Regions from separate parts of the Mus musculus genome. Here region 1 is linked to region 2. The links are chromatin contacts, called in public Hi-C maps. All regions are on one chromosome and are shown on one strand. Each heading gives the region's core, a stretch centred on a gene start, on an enhancer-like site or on the middle of the called end of the contact. The rest is flanking DNA. Distances are from core to core; before and after follow the strand shown.

Region 1 (7,274 bases), core at 757-3,256, 80 kb before region 2:
GGAAATTCATACTCATGCCTTGAAATCTGTGGGCTCCTATCTAAAGCCTCTTAAAACTATTACAAACCCATCATTAGCACCGTCTGTCGTCACATTAACAGAAAGAGAACATGGTGATCTACGACACCTAAGTGTCCCTGGCATGAGATGGAGCAAAGGTGATTTTTAGCTGGATTTTAGAGCAAGAATTAAATGCGTATAGTTCACAGTACCCAAGATTCTCAAATGTCACCCAGAGAATGCCAATACTAAAATCTGATGAGTTGGAAGAAACAGTCTCTGAATAAACCAGGCAAGGTGGTATCTTTTGTTGCTCCAGAGTGGGCTGCTGTCTCATCTGGAAGTGACCCAAGCATCCTTCTGCACGGTGACATTTACTTATTATTTTAAAAAGTTTTTATTTTAAGTGTGTATATTACAGGGTATGTGCATGTGAGTGCAGGTGCTTTTGGACGCCAGACACACCTGGTCTCTCTGGAGCTGAAGTTATAGGTAACATGGCTGCTGGACCAAAGCAGGCCCTCCAGAAGAGCGACGTATGCTCCCACTGCTATTTCTCCAACCCCCTTTTCTTTCTCCCTCTTCTCCTTCCTTTTGAAGAGTGCATTGACATTTTTAGAGAGCTCACTGCCTAATTGATGAACTCTAGGTCTCTGTGAGAGACTGTCTGAGAAAAAAATGATAGGGACAGCTCTTGAGGATTGACACCAGAGGCTGACCTCTGACCTCCACAGGCATCACATACATCATGAGCAAACACCCACTATCAAACCAAAACAAAACCACCCACTCCCTGTCTATGCCTTGAGCAGCCCAGGGCTCCCAGAAAACGACATTATCAGGGCATTCTCTCTGGGTCACCACAGTTGAGTCCTGTGAGCCTCTGCCAGTCAGAGCCAAAGAGAACAAAGGAGCCATCACTATCAGGACTGGCACAGTGTCTCCTAACAGCCTCTGTAAGGATGCTGAATACCGTCTTCTTTTTGGTCCTGTCCAACACTAATGTGTCACCAGACAAGCTATGTCAGGAAGCAAGAGCCTGCATTTGCGCAACTCTTCCATCAACCTCATTATTATTACCCTTCGTTGGACCTCACCCACCTGAAACCTTCCAGCACATGCCTTTCATTTCCAACTCTTTCATTCAGTTGAAGGACTACCAGCATTGGGTGCTCTCTCTGTAGTTTGCATATATTGAAGCTCTTAACTATTTCCTCTGCCCAAAACATGCCTTTGTTGGGTGGTGGTGGCGGGGTGTCTTATTTCTTTTCGTTAACATGAAACCATGAGTTTTCTCATTTTATCCACAGTGCTTCTGTCCTTTTTAGACTGTGGCTTTTGCTAGATGGCTTATTAATTCCCTGCTGCTAAGAGTGGATTAGGCCATCTGTCCTGGATGTTCACCTGATAGAGACAACACGAACAGCAGCAAGGGACACTCTTGATCCTCCTGCTATTACTAGCCTGACACTGGATCCCATTCCAGACCCAAAGTCCCTGCTTCCTTCGCTGTTGGAACGGCCCGGAATGTTTAGTGTTGCTGTTGTTACCAGCTCACGGGTATCAGGAGGATGAGGCTCTGAGGGCCTGGAGGGCATATTCAAGGTCAGTTAATAAATGAGAAAACCTGCCGACCTCTTACCCAACATGTGGTAGTCCTAGCAATAATTTACTTTTTTGTTAAAGGATATTTTCATCTTCCCTCCTTTAAAAAAAGCACAATAAATTTTCATAAGCATAGAAAAGAAAATGAAACCCCCACCTCAAAAAAAGAACCAAAACAAACAAAGAAACAATAACAACAGCAACCACAACCACCCTAGTTATTCTATAGTTTTCCTTACTCCTCACAGGGATGTTTTCTTACTTTGATCTGTTTGCATTCATTTTTAGAAGCTAGAGTTTGACAGGCATCTTCTACAACACATTCTCGTGGAGGTTGGGACTGCAGCCGCCTACCAGGTCTGCCACGGCCTGACTCTGCCCCTCTCAGCTTTCCTGGCGTGATTGTCCTTATAGAGCAGCCTCGTCTGGGAATGGTGTGCATTTGTTAATTACCTTTGCAGAGCCAGCAGATGGTGCAGAAAGCACTGTATTGTCGGAGGACCCGAGCCAAAAAAAGAGACGAGGGAGCGAGGGTGGCATCTGTTTATTTGTTTAATTTCTTTGTAAGAAAATGGTGGGTATAAAAATGAAACCAGTCATCACTAGCCATTTCAAAATGAGGGACATTCACCAGTGGTTCCAAGTAAACTCCTATTTCAGTCCCTAAAGTCTTGGTGACCCAAAGTAATATTTGAAACTCAGAACTGGCCATGCTGGGGTCAGTGTGGAGCTATTAGCCAGTCTTGGAAGCTAGCCAAGTTTACCTGTCAGATGGAAACAGACCTGCTCCATCACATTCCTGACCCTCCTTCCATATGGAAACCACCCAGCAAAACAGGCCCATGGATGAGCCTCACTCCCAAGGCCAAGTTAGCTTCAGTTGAAAAAAAAAAAAAAAAAAAGAGTGCTCTATCTTCTGCGAGTTTGTCAATAGACAAGTCTGTAGTTTTAATTCTTTATCACTGTTCCTTGAAACAGAAGATTCCAGGTGGAGGGATCCTTAATATCATCCCCATTAGAGCATCTTCATTTTAGAGACTAGGAATCTGGGACCAAGAGCAGCAGAAAGTAGGCTGCACTCAATTTATGGAGACTTTTAGTGACTAGCTCCCACACCCAACCTTTTTGGCCACTGTTGACAGAATATCTGAAATGAGGTTATTTATTTATTTATAATACATTTATTTATTCTTGGGTGATTGTGTACATGTATACAATGTATCCTGATCATATCTACCCCAATTTCTTTCTCCTATTCCCACAGGAAAACTTGTAACACATCTTCCTATTCATGTCCTCAACTTTCTCTCTTTCCTTTCCAACCCACTGAGTTTCAGTCAGTGCTGCTCACTGGAATGATGACTGATCTTGTTGATTTGACATGTGGAGCTAACTAGAGCTGTGAGGAGCCCCTGGGTGCTATGACCATGCCGTGTTCAGAGGACATTTTACACTACTTCTCCCTAACTTTCTGCCCTTACTTTCTTTCCTCCCCCTATTTCAGATCGCACCCTAAGTCTTGTGGGATTGATAAAGATGTATCATTTAAGACTGACCATAATGATGGTTACTTATTCTAGGCACTTCGCCTTTATGATTGAGTCTTCATGTCAACTGTTACTCACTGCTGAGAGAAGCTTCTATGGCCAAGGCTGAGAACAGTATTAATCTATGGCCAGAAAATGGACCATTTTTATTCCAAGACAGTGTTTCTCTGTGTAGCTTTGGTTGTCCTGGGACTTGAACTGTAGACCAGCTGGCCTTGAATTCACAGACATAGACCTCCCTTTGCCTCTAAAAGGCTGGAATTAAAGGCGTGTACCCCACTACTTAGCTGAACTAGGATAACCTGTAAAGACATTTTGCAAAGAAAGTTCTGGAGGTTGGGAAGCCTAAGACCATGCCACTCATGGCTGGAGAGAAATTTTGTCCTGTGACTTAATGTAGAAGGGTAATAGCAAACTCTTGAGAGCAGAAATTCGTGTGAGATCATGTTTTCAGTCCATGAAGTAATGTGGGGCCCCGACAACCTACACATTTTTCAGGTGGAACCACCTCCAACACACTTGGGATGAGATTTCCAGCACATGACTCTCAAGGGATACACTCAAACTTTACCAGTGGTAAAAATAGAATTGGAAAGGGGGTCTCCCTAGTAGAGATGTTTTCCCAGACCTACACTGCCAGGTAAGCGGAAAAATGAAGAGATCCAGTTGTTTTAGAAGATGCCAGCAACACACAGAAGGAAAATGTCAGAATATCTGCCTATTGGCAGAAAGAAGGAAATGACCTGGTGTCTGGAGATGATAGCCCCATGCCTTGAGAAACAAGAGATAAGCTGGAGCAGTTGAGAAGTAGGGAGGAAGGTTGTTTGGGACTTGACTCAGATGAACCTTGTCATCAGAAGTGTGGCATCAGCAGAACTAAGTGGGAAAATGGTATGTCTAAGTCTTGTATTGGTCATGATGATGAAGTGAGGGACAGCTGGCAAGGGACAGTAGGTTGGGTATGTCACAGATGAGAATCATGGGTCAAGGGAACAGTAGGGCAATTCCATAGGATCTTCTTTAACTCCGTGTCTCCAATGGTCATGGGCTTGTCAAATTCAGTCATTACTCTTCTGCTCTCATTGTCCATGGCAGTGTTGTCATGACTACATTTATGACCTTTTTTCCCTTAGTTTCCAAGTTGTTTTTTTTTTTTTGTTCTGCTTTCTTTCCTTCCTCCCTAGCCAATTAATTACCCTCTGATGTCTCACTTTCCTCTGCTGTTTCTAATCATGGTGACCACAGGACTCATGTCTTGGCTCCTGGTCTTCATTTGAAACTCCTCCTAGAGTTCACACGTCGTTGTTTTGGTGGTAACTCCAAAGCTTGAAATTTCATCTCTCTAACCTTAGTATCTGCCATATATAATTATAATGTATACAATTGTGTATGAAAACTATACTTATAACTTCTACGTATGTAAAATGTATGTGGATTTATATCATTTGCACACATGCATCACACGTGCATACACACATGCATATGTACATATGAATCCCTTTGGGAACCAAATGGATCTCTAAAGCTTAGAGCTGAATGAGCTAGAACACTGAGCTCATATGACACAGTCATAATTGACTGGTGTAATGAACACTTCACCGTTGGCTCATTTTGCTGTGTTTTCATATGGCAGAAGGGGCTGCCTTTCTGATATATCTCATTAAAGACATGAATTCCATCCATGAGGATTTGCCTTCATTTCCTAACCATTTCTTAAAGCCTATTCTCAGACCATCTCATTGGAGGTTAGGCCTCCATATATAATTATATTACTCTGGGATGGCCACAATCAGTCGGCAATAATAGTGGCTACACCAGCTCCCATCTCTACTAGCTGTGTAAATTATTTCTATTTGTTACATCTTCTTGACAATACTTGACATTGTTTGACCATTAGTAAACTGTATACTGAATTAAATATAACAAACACATGTACTTATGTACTATGTATAATCAACAAATTGCATTATATCTTCATTTGTACTTTCCAGATTGCTGATGAAATTGATAAACATTTTAAAAGATTACTGATTTTGAGTGTCTTTTACTTGGGATACATTTTATGTCCTTTACCAGTTCGTTCATTCTGCTTGCTTATGTTATATTGTCATTACATTCCAAACATTTTGACATTATATATTTTGATTATTTGTTGCATATATGTATATATAGTTCGGTGCACAGCTGACATAATTTTCTTTGAGTATTCTTTGCATCAACAGAATTTAATTATAACATACTTTAAATTTATCAATATGCTATACTTAGTGGTTTTTGTGTCTTAAACATATTCTTGGCTGGCGGTGGTGGCACACGCTATTAATCCTAGCACTTGGAAGGCAGATTTCTGAGTTCGAGGCCAGCCTGGTCTACAAAATGAGTTTCAGTACAGCCAGAGCTACACAGAGAAGAGAAACCCCATCTCAAAAAACAAAAGCAAAAAGAAAACAAACAAAAAATTTCTTGCTTGCCTTAACATAAGCAATATATATCTTTATTATAACACATGAATATTGAGAGCTTTCCTACAATCCCGGTGGTCAAATGCACCCGAAATTTATTCTTGGCCTTCTTCAGAGTCTGAGCAGTAGTTTTATTGGCCATCCTTAGTAAGTGCCTTTTCATTCCTCTCTGACTGCCCATGCTTTATCATTCATGTATTAAATTCAATGCATTTGCATCTAGTTCTGGGAGGCAGTGGTATCTCTGTCCAATTTGAAGTATACATTTTATTGTCTTGTCTTAACAATCTACATTTCCTTTTATTGTGGTGCCACATTCTTTCTCTTCTTCTCAGAGGTTGTCTTTCTTTCATTTCTATAACTCAAATGTGTCTCGTGCATGTATTGAAAGAAACTCAACCTTCTTAGGTAGTACTAAGAGAAGGGCTCTTTTGGTAATGGTACCATTCTCATAGACAGAGGCATGCCTTATAAAAAAGACTACTTATAAAAAAGGAAACGACTCCTCATACTTTTTTCACACCTCTAACTTACAGCCTGTGAGGAGACAGTATCTGTCCCTTCTGAAGCACCCAGCAACAGGTTGCCCTCTTGGACATCCAAACTGCTCTCACCATTTCCTTGAAATTTCAGTGTCTATAACTATGAGGAATATACTTCCTTTCATTGAATTATTCACTGTCAGGTATTATGTTATAGTAGCAGAATCAGATACCACCCATATTTCCCCTCTGACATGAACATAAGCCAGGCTCATTAGGATGCATTCTTCATCCTTTCAACAAGATGAATTGAAAAGTGGTTACCTGGCCTTGAATAACCAGGATGTCAACGGAAGATGCAGCATGGCTGAATTGGAATAGAGGATAATTCTTTGATGTGAACATTGAGTCCAGCATACATGGGGTAGATGATCTTTTGAATTGCTTAGTGACCTAAACCAGTGAATAGTCTTCTTTGTTAAGCAAGTTGAGGAGGGCTTTAACCTTTTGCAGTGAACAAACACAGATGGCCAAGATAGGTCTAGCTGGCAGTAAATCAAGGGAATATCCATGTCCAGAGTCAATATTTTCCTCAGATAGTCTGTTTTCCTCTGCTTCCACCCAAGGACATGTGGCTGCCATGATACATAATCACAGGCTTGGAGACCTAAAGCAGGGCAAACGTATTCTCAGTCCAGTCACCCAGCATCGAGGTGTGGATGGGGAAATGTTCTCTATGGAGGATGTAGTGAGTCTCTTTTCAGCTCCTTGTGGCTACCTTATGGCTGTTTTCTTCTTCAATTAACTTAGTTTTCACATCCACATATCTCTAGTTATTGGATTTGGAGACCATGGGGATAATGTAAAAGCATATATGACTTTATATCTGGAAAGGCTCTTTCTATAGTAAATTAGATGACATTTACAAATTCTAAGGGTCACGCTATGCACATATCTTTTGGAGGGCTACCATTTGACCTGTGATGGAGACTACTTTTGCCTTCTTCATGCTGGATCTTAGAAAGAATAAGATGAGTTTTAAACTCCCCATAACCAATCATTACTAAAGCTAGGATTCACATCCTGGTCACCCTGCCTCAGTGGAAGGACATAGCCATCACTTTGTGGTTTTAAGACAAGGTCTTGCTATGCAGCATGGCTAATCTGGAACTTGTTAT
Region 2 (6,643 bases), core at 3,139-5,638:
TGATTAACAACAACAACAAAACAAAAAAACAAAAAAACAAAAACAAAACATAAAACTGCAAAACCATTGTGCCTTTCCAATGTCCTTGCTTTCATGACTGGCACTGTGCTGTAATCATCTGGGTTACTCTCTAGGCAACAACCTAAGATTGCTGTGAATAATGTAACTTAGACATCTCTGCAGACTGCCAGGGTGTCTTCTTTCAAATGTATTCTGACACATGAAAATGGAAAATTTTCAGTAACTTTTTCAGAAGTTAAAATAAATGTGATTTATTTTTATTTCCCACACAGAATAAATATTCAAGGGAAGTGAATGTATATATAGTTTATTGTTATCAAAGCCTATCATATCTTACAAACCGAATGGCCAGAACAGTAACAGTAAGCTAGTTTGCTATTTTAAATTCAGTTTCAATAGCATCACGTAAGTCACAGACTGAGAAACAAAGACAAGATGGACAGAGAGGGAAAAGAGGAATAAAGGGGTCCCTGAAGAATGTTTCAGGCCTCCTCTTCCTATGGAAGTCTGAGTACTGAGACTAGGTTACACTAGGCTGCTATGTGTTAGGAACCTCGGTGCATCATGGCCAGACTGTGAACACCATCGCTGTACACTCCTGTCTGTCTGTCACTAGCATCACCATCCATAAGCTCTAACTTTGCAGTGGCCCCACTTTCAGATTTGCTTCCACAACTTCAACACATCTTATTTCAACAAAGCTTTAATTGAGTAAGAGCCAAGCCAACATAATCACGTGATTTTAAACAAATATTACTCTTACTTAAGTTAAAAGTACTCCTGAAAATCACCCCATTCCCATTCCATGCTCATGTTTAAACTACAGCCTTTGACCATAAACATATTAATATTTGCCCAATATAGAAAAGAGAAACTTTAATCAATGTTTTTCTCCCCTGACCGGTAAACTCCTAACTTCTGGTTAGAATATGTTAAATCAGTGCAATTACTACATTTATAAATTCACCAGTGTATTCCTTAAAACACACACAAGGGCTTATACTGAGTACTAGAGTCTATGTACTTTGCAAACTTTTATCTCACTTAATTCTTATAAGCTGTGAGATTCTATCTGCAGTTTACAGAGTGGGAAATAGGATGCTAAAAACAGTTACTTGTCCTAGGTCAGAGCTTGAAATAGAACCCCAGCATTCAACCAGGGATTGCTGCTGAGGCTGGGATGGCTCAATTAGATTGTTATAAGTATGCTTCCTGATGACTAGTCTTCTTATTTTTAGGGACACACAAATGCCTAATTCCCACAGCAGTTTTTCATTCTTGTACAAGTCGAGACTTCATTATGTTGCCCAGAATGGTGTGTATGTGATGGGTCACGTGATGCTCATTCCAACATCCTGCAGAGCTGGGACTATAGGCGAGCACGGCCGGCCGTGCCTGACCACAGCCCATTTTATAAATGACTAAGCTGTCTGTATGGGGATGCTCAGGAGAATATGTACACAGTCATCTTCATTTGTATAAACCAAATGAAAACATAAAATCTTGGGTAAAACTTACCATTTAACATTAACAGATTGTCGGTTCCTGGATGTGGATAGCTCAGACGACCTTGAAAAAACACAGGAAAAGAAGAATTTGAAGATTATGAAGCTCTTTGAAAAGAAAAGGGGGTGGGGGGCAAGTAGGGTTAAGCACTGTATTTTTTTAAACTAAAACGTTAATCTTTAAACTCAACATATATGTTAAGTTTGAAACCTGAAAACAAAAGGGGAAAGGGAATCTTGGTTTCCAAGCCCTAGAGCACAGCGTGCTTTGAGATCAAATGAAAATACAACAGTGCTTATCTCTATCTGAATTTTAAAAGCAGCAAGGGTGCCCAAGTCCTGAGAACAGAATACAGGTTTAAAAATGGACCCAAGCAGTTTGAATTTTCTCTAGTTTTTTTCTTGCCAAAAATAAAGTTTCAAGGAAATATATTTACATTTTGAAATCAGTAACTACAATATGAAAAGTGAGTACACCTTTTAATTTTTTACTTAACTTAATGTAGTTTTATACTGTCATATTTAAATAAAGAAATTCAAAGAAGACTTCCTAGGGTGTTGCTATATGTATTATAATTATATCCCTCATTTAGAGTTTAAAAATTATTTATGAGGGTAAATCAAAAATACTAAGGCTCGTAAGAACAGTAACAAAGTGTGTGCTCTAAGTCACTCTTCTTGGAGACTCTGTATTTATAAAATTGGGAGACAACAGTTTGCTACAAAGATGCTGGGCATACTGAAAACAAGCTGTAGCTCAGTTAGCATTTGCATGACACAGTAGTCAACTGGCTAATGCCAACAACAAGGATGACCCTAGTGCAGCTCATTAAAATGCAGGGTTTTTTTCCTGGTATCTGACCCAGTCGATCTATTTTTAAGACTACACTAAAATGTAATACTAGGATTGCAATCTAGTCCCTTTTGCACAGCTCTCCTTTAAAAGGACAGTAATCCTACATGAAATTCACTGCCATCAGAAGGGTGAGCATAAGCTTTTGATTTAGAGCACTGTATCCACTCTTGCTACCTTAGCCCAAAACTCTGAAAAGACTTAATATATCCCAATATACTCTACAAGCCAGAGATTGTGGCTTTTGTTGTATTTATGAAGTGAATTATTTACCTACTAATACAAGAATAATTGGCAGATAATCCAATTTTGATCATAAATATATGTATACATGCACATATTAATGATGTAGAGATGCACATATAAAAATGTATAACATGATCTCATGAACATTTTGATTTCTAGTTCTGTACAGTGAAGAAAACTAAGCAATTTTCCCTTAAAAGGATATTTTACCACTATTATTTACTCCCAAGTTTCATGAAAGACGACATTAGTTAACTAAATGAACTGTTAAATAGAGCTTCCATACTCTAGAAACATATAATTATGTCTACTGTTCTGAAACTGTGGTCTGGAGTGAGAATCAGAAAAATACACAGAGAAGGTACAAAATAAAAAGCTCTAAGAAATGCATTTCTTTAAACTGAATTTTAGTAACATGTCATAAGACTTTAATGGAGTCACATCAGGACTTAACATTTTGTTGTATTTAAATCAAATTTAGAGAAATATTTAAAGCTATCAAAATTGCTCTTTTCTGACATGAGACTTAAAATAGTAAATTTCTTCAAAAGTAGCAACCTATATTGCTGATGAGTACAATTCTTTCCTGATAGAATGCAGCACACAAAAGTTAAAAACATGAGACACGTCTTTCCTACAGTGGAGTCAGAGAGACAGAAACACAACATTTCAGTACATTTACTCACTGCTGTAAGAATTATGCATGCACAGTGCATCACAAAACAAAACACAAAAGAGGACTTAGCTAAACCCAGGAATGCAGAACTCTGCTATGATGCTACATTAAGGGAGCAGAGCCCTTTTCCTGAGGTTTTGTTCTACCTTAAAGACAGGTAACCTTATGTTGACACACATTTCATCTCTAATAGGTATTGGCATTTGAATGGACTTAAAAAGGCACAGAAAACAAGTTCACCATTAAAAAAAAATTTTGTAGAAGAGTATATATTTGTATTTATGTTCTAAAATATTAAAGATCATAATGTAATAACTTCATAATTAAATGAGCAAATGTAAATTCAAATTATCCAATTATTTATCCTCTACTACAGTGAAAACGGTAATGTAAATTTTTCAGTTAACTTTCAGAGTTATTCTTATTTATGAGATCAAAACCACTTGCACAAGGTACCAGCCAATTGAAATAATGGCCAACATCTGTAGGATTATTATATGCAAGGAGTTTTTATAGTTCTCAACTGCCATTTATTTAATCCTGCTAACAATCCCTTGGATTTCATACTATTTTTTTCCATTTTAATATGAAAACACTTTATCACAAGAAAGATTAAGTCACTTGGCTGAGGTTTCATCACTGGTAGGAATGTTTGATAGGATGGGAACTATCTGGCTGGATTCTCTTACTGCCTACCTGAGACTGAGTTCCTATTGATAAGACGATACAGGAAAAGGCATGCACTACTTAAAGGCTGGAGACCACTTAAGCTTCAGTACAAAATAAAACATAAAACAACACTGCTCAGAAGTAGTCCCGTGCTATTAGTCCAGAAGGCTGGCGGTGCAGACCGACTCTGACGCTTACTAGCAACAACAATTTCTTTTACAAAAAAGGTCCAAAGCATAAAAACTATCTTTCTTGGGTTTTGCCAAACTGTGTAAGATCTAGACAGAGAACAAAAGATAAAAGTGGGATATATAATTTAAAAAAAAATATCCTTTAAAAGGGAAAGACGTTGTTGTTGCTGTTGTTCTGTTTGCTGAGATGCAGACAGATGGCTACACTACAGGAGTCTTAGTCCAGGAGGCAAAAACAGGATGGTCCAGATAATAGAAAACATGAAAAGGAACTTAGACATCTATTTTAGCCACTATCCTATTGATGCGAAAAGACACCATAACCAAGGTACTTCTTATAAAAGAAAGCTTTTAATTGGGGGTTTGCTTACAGCTTCAGGGGTCAGTTCATTGTCATCATGGTGGGAGCATAGAGATATGGAAGCATGGTGCTGGAGAAGTATCTAAGAGCTACACCCTGATTAACAGGAACAAAAAAGTAGGCACCAGGCAGGGTCCCAGTGACACGCCTCCTCCAAGGCCACACCTGCTCCAACAAGGCAACATCTCTTCAGATTTCCCAGTCTACCAAGGGTTGATGAAGTATTCAAATGAGCCTTTGGGAGCCATTCTCATTCATCTGGCATGCTCTGCAAGCTCCACTCTCCAAGAAGAACCTCCATCTCACTGAAACAATTTTAGCTTCCTGATAATCCACAGGATCTAAGCTTATGAGGCAAGTCATTCCTTATAATTGTAAGCAAGCTTGTAGAATAATCATTTCACAAAGGATATAATACATCCATAAATAATTAATATGTGCTACCTCTAGGCAATCTCCTTTTAGCGTTAACATCAGGTCTGGTGGGATGGCTTAATGGGTAAAGTTACTTGCTACCAAGCTTGAAGACCCAAGTTGACTCCTGTGACCAACTTGGTGGAGGGAGGGAACCAACTCCCACGAGTTGTTCTCTGACTTCCAAATGTGTACTTGAGGTATGGGTACGTGCCCACACACACACAGGCCAACACTAGCACAGACACACACAGATAAATTCATGCAAAAATTATGATATTAATGTAAAATTTTAAATGCATACTTTTAAATTCTACATGTCTATGAAAAGATAGAGGACTTCCACTGTCATTAAATCATTACTATTACTATTACTATTACTATTACTATTACTGTTTTAAATAATGATGCATACACACACAGACATACACACATACACATGCATGCCTTAGCTCATGTTGACCATTTAAATGTGTACTCAGCAAGTGGTTGTACTGACAACTAAAAACAAGCTACATCTTCCTTGGACAAAGTATCAGAATCCATTATAATAAGCAGCTGGCACCTCATCCCCTATAGGGATTATGCTGACCTTTTTGCTGCTTCTCTAATGTGTCAGGAATCCTCCCATTGGAAGATATTTCTACTTCTGATTTCTGCCAAGGGTCACACCCCTCAGCACAGTCAGATCTCTAAGTGCTAACAGCATCATATATCACCCTGTTTCCAACGGCCGCTTCTTTCTTCCTCTATCCCCATATCTCATTTTTTAAAATTATCTAACAGTTTTTTACCACTGCTCTTTTTAAAACTAAAGATCTACTAAGAGCAGGGCTTCCATTTCTGTTACTGTCTTTCTAGCACCTACAAAAGAATGACATATAATAAGCTCTCAAATATTTGTTGAATGAATATATCATTTTATTCTATGATGTGAAATACAAATTTGACTAAAAGCAGTTACCTAAAGACATGCTGTATGTTGATACCAGAAACAAAGTTAACAGGAATAACGAAGCACATTGGAGACTAAAAGTGGTGCTTTTTAATTTTGCCAAGGTTAATTTTTTTCCCCTACTTCAAAGCAAATTTCTTTAATGAAAGCAGGAGTATTATCTTATTATTGGTTTTCTCTCTGTATTTTCAGTTCTAATTAACCACGGTGCTCTTCTAAATAGCATCATCAATTCTCACACACCACCCCTCTGTCCTGCCCAGGACATGTATTACCTCTCTGTCTAATGCAAAATGCTGTATCTGCTATTTACCACTTATCATTTCGTAGACATCTAGAAAATCGGACTACCACAGCGCTACAATGTTTACCTAGAGTTTGAAGCTATTTTTTTTAAGGCAGTTTCAGGTATCTTCTGGTCTGGATAATGATACTTTTTCCTCAATAATGATGAGAAATTGCTAAAGTTCAATGTTATGCACTTTGCCAACACTCTAAGAGAAATCTAAATGTCACATACAATAGTCATAAGGATTCTAGGTTAGAATTAATATTAGACCAGTTACAAAGAAGGGCACAAAGGCACAGTGGTAAAAGCACCAACTCAAGACCTACCAAGTTCTATTACTTACTAGCAGTTGACACTTGGCAGTTATTAGTAATAAGTTACTGTGGCCAAATATAACATAAGACCAGTTACATGCTAGTTGTCGGAACAAATGTGTTTGATATGTAGTCAATGTAGAAGTGTT

Evidence for each region. A called contact is a pair of places that touch in the nucleus more often than the background predicts.
Region 1: a contact with region 2 is called in a Hi-C map of cerebellum, with 1.6 times the contacts expected there. The contact joins two enhancer-like sites. A contact is called at or near these places in 1 of 15 datasets of contacts at CTCF or cohesin (the NIH/3T3 cell line) and 5 of 484 Hi-C or Micro-C datasets (the C10 cell line, the G1E-ER4 cell line, the HPC-7 cell line and 2 more).

The regions. Positions count from the first base shown.
Region 1 is chr5:43,334,058-43,341,331 of GRCm38.p6, reverse strand. No RefSeq gene overlaps it. Among named protein-coding and RNA genes, the nearest start is that of Gm43699, 17 kb to the left of the region's middle. Within about 2 kb of position 2,006, at least 18 of the 459 cell types and tissues checked have an H3K27ac peak or open chromatin away from gene starts, as enhancers often do. A contact at or near this core is called in cerebellum, where this site is marked.
Region 2 is chr5:43,256,681-43,263,323 of GRCm38.p6, reverse strand. It overlaps Cpeb2 (cytoplasmic polyadenylation element binding protein 2), which reads right to left. Exons shown (of 12, transcript NM_001368806.1): 5 at 1,540-1,590. Among named protein-coding and RNA genes, the nearest start is that of Gm7854, 25 kb to the right of the region's middle. Within about 2 kb of position 4,388, at least 2 of the 459 cell types and tissues checked have an H3K27ac peak or open chromatin away from gene starts, as enhancers often do. A contact at or near this core is called in cerebellum, where this site is marked.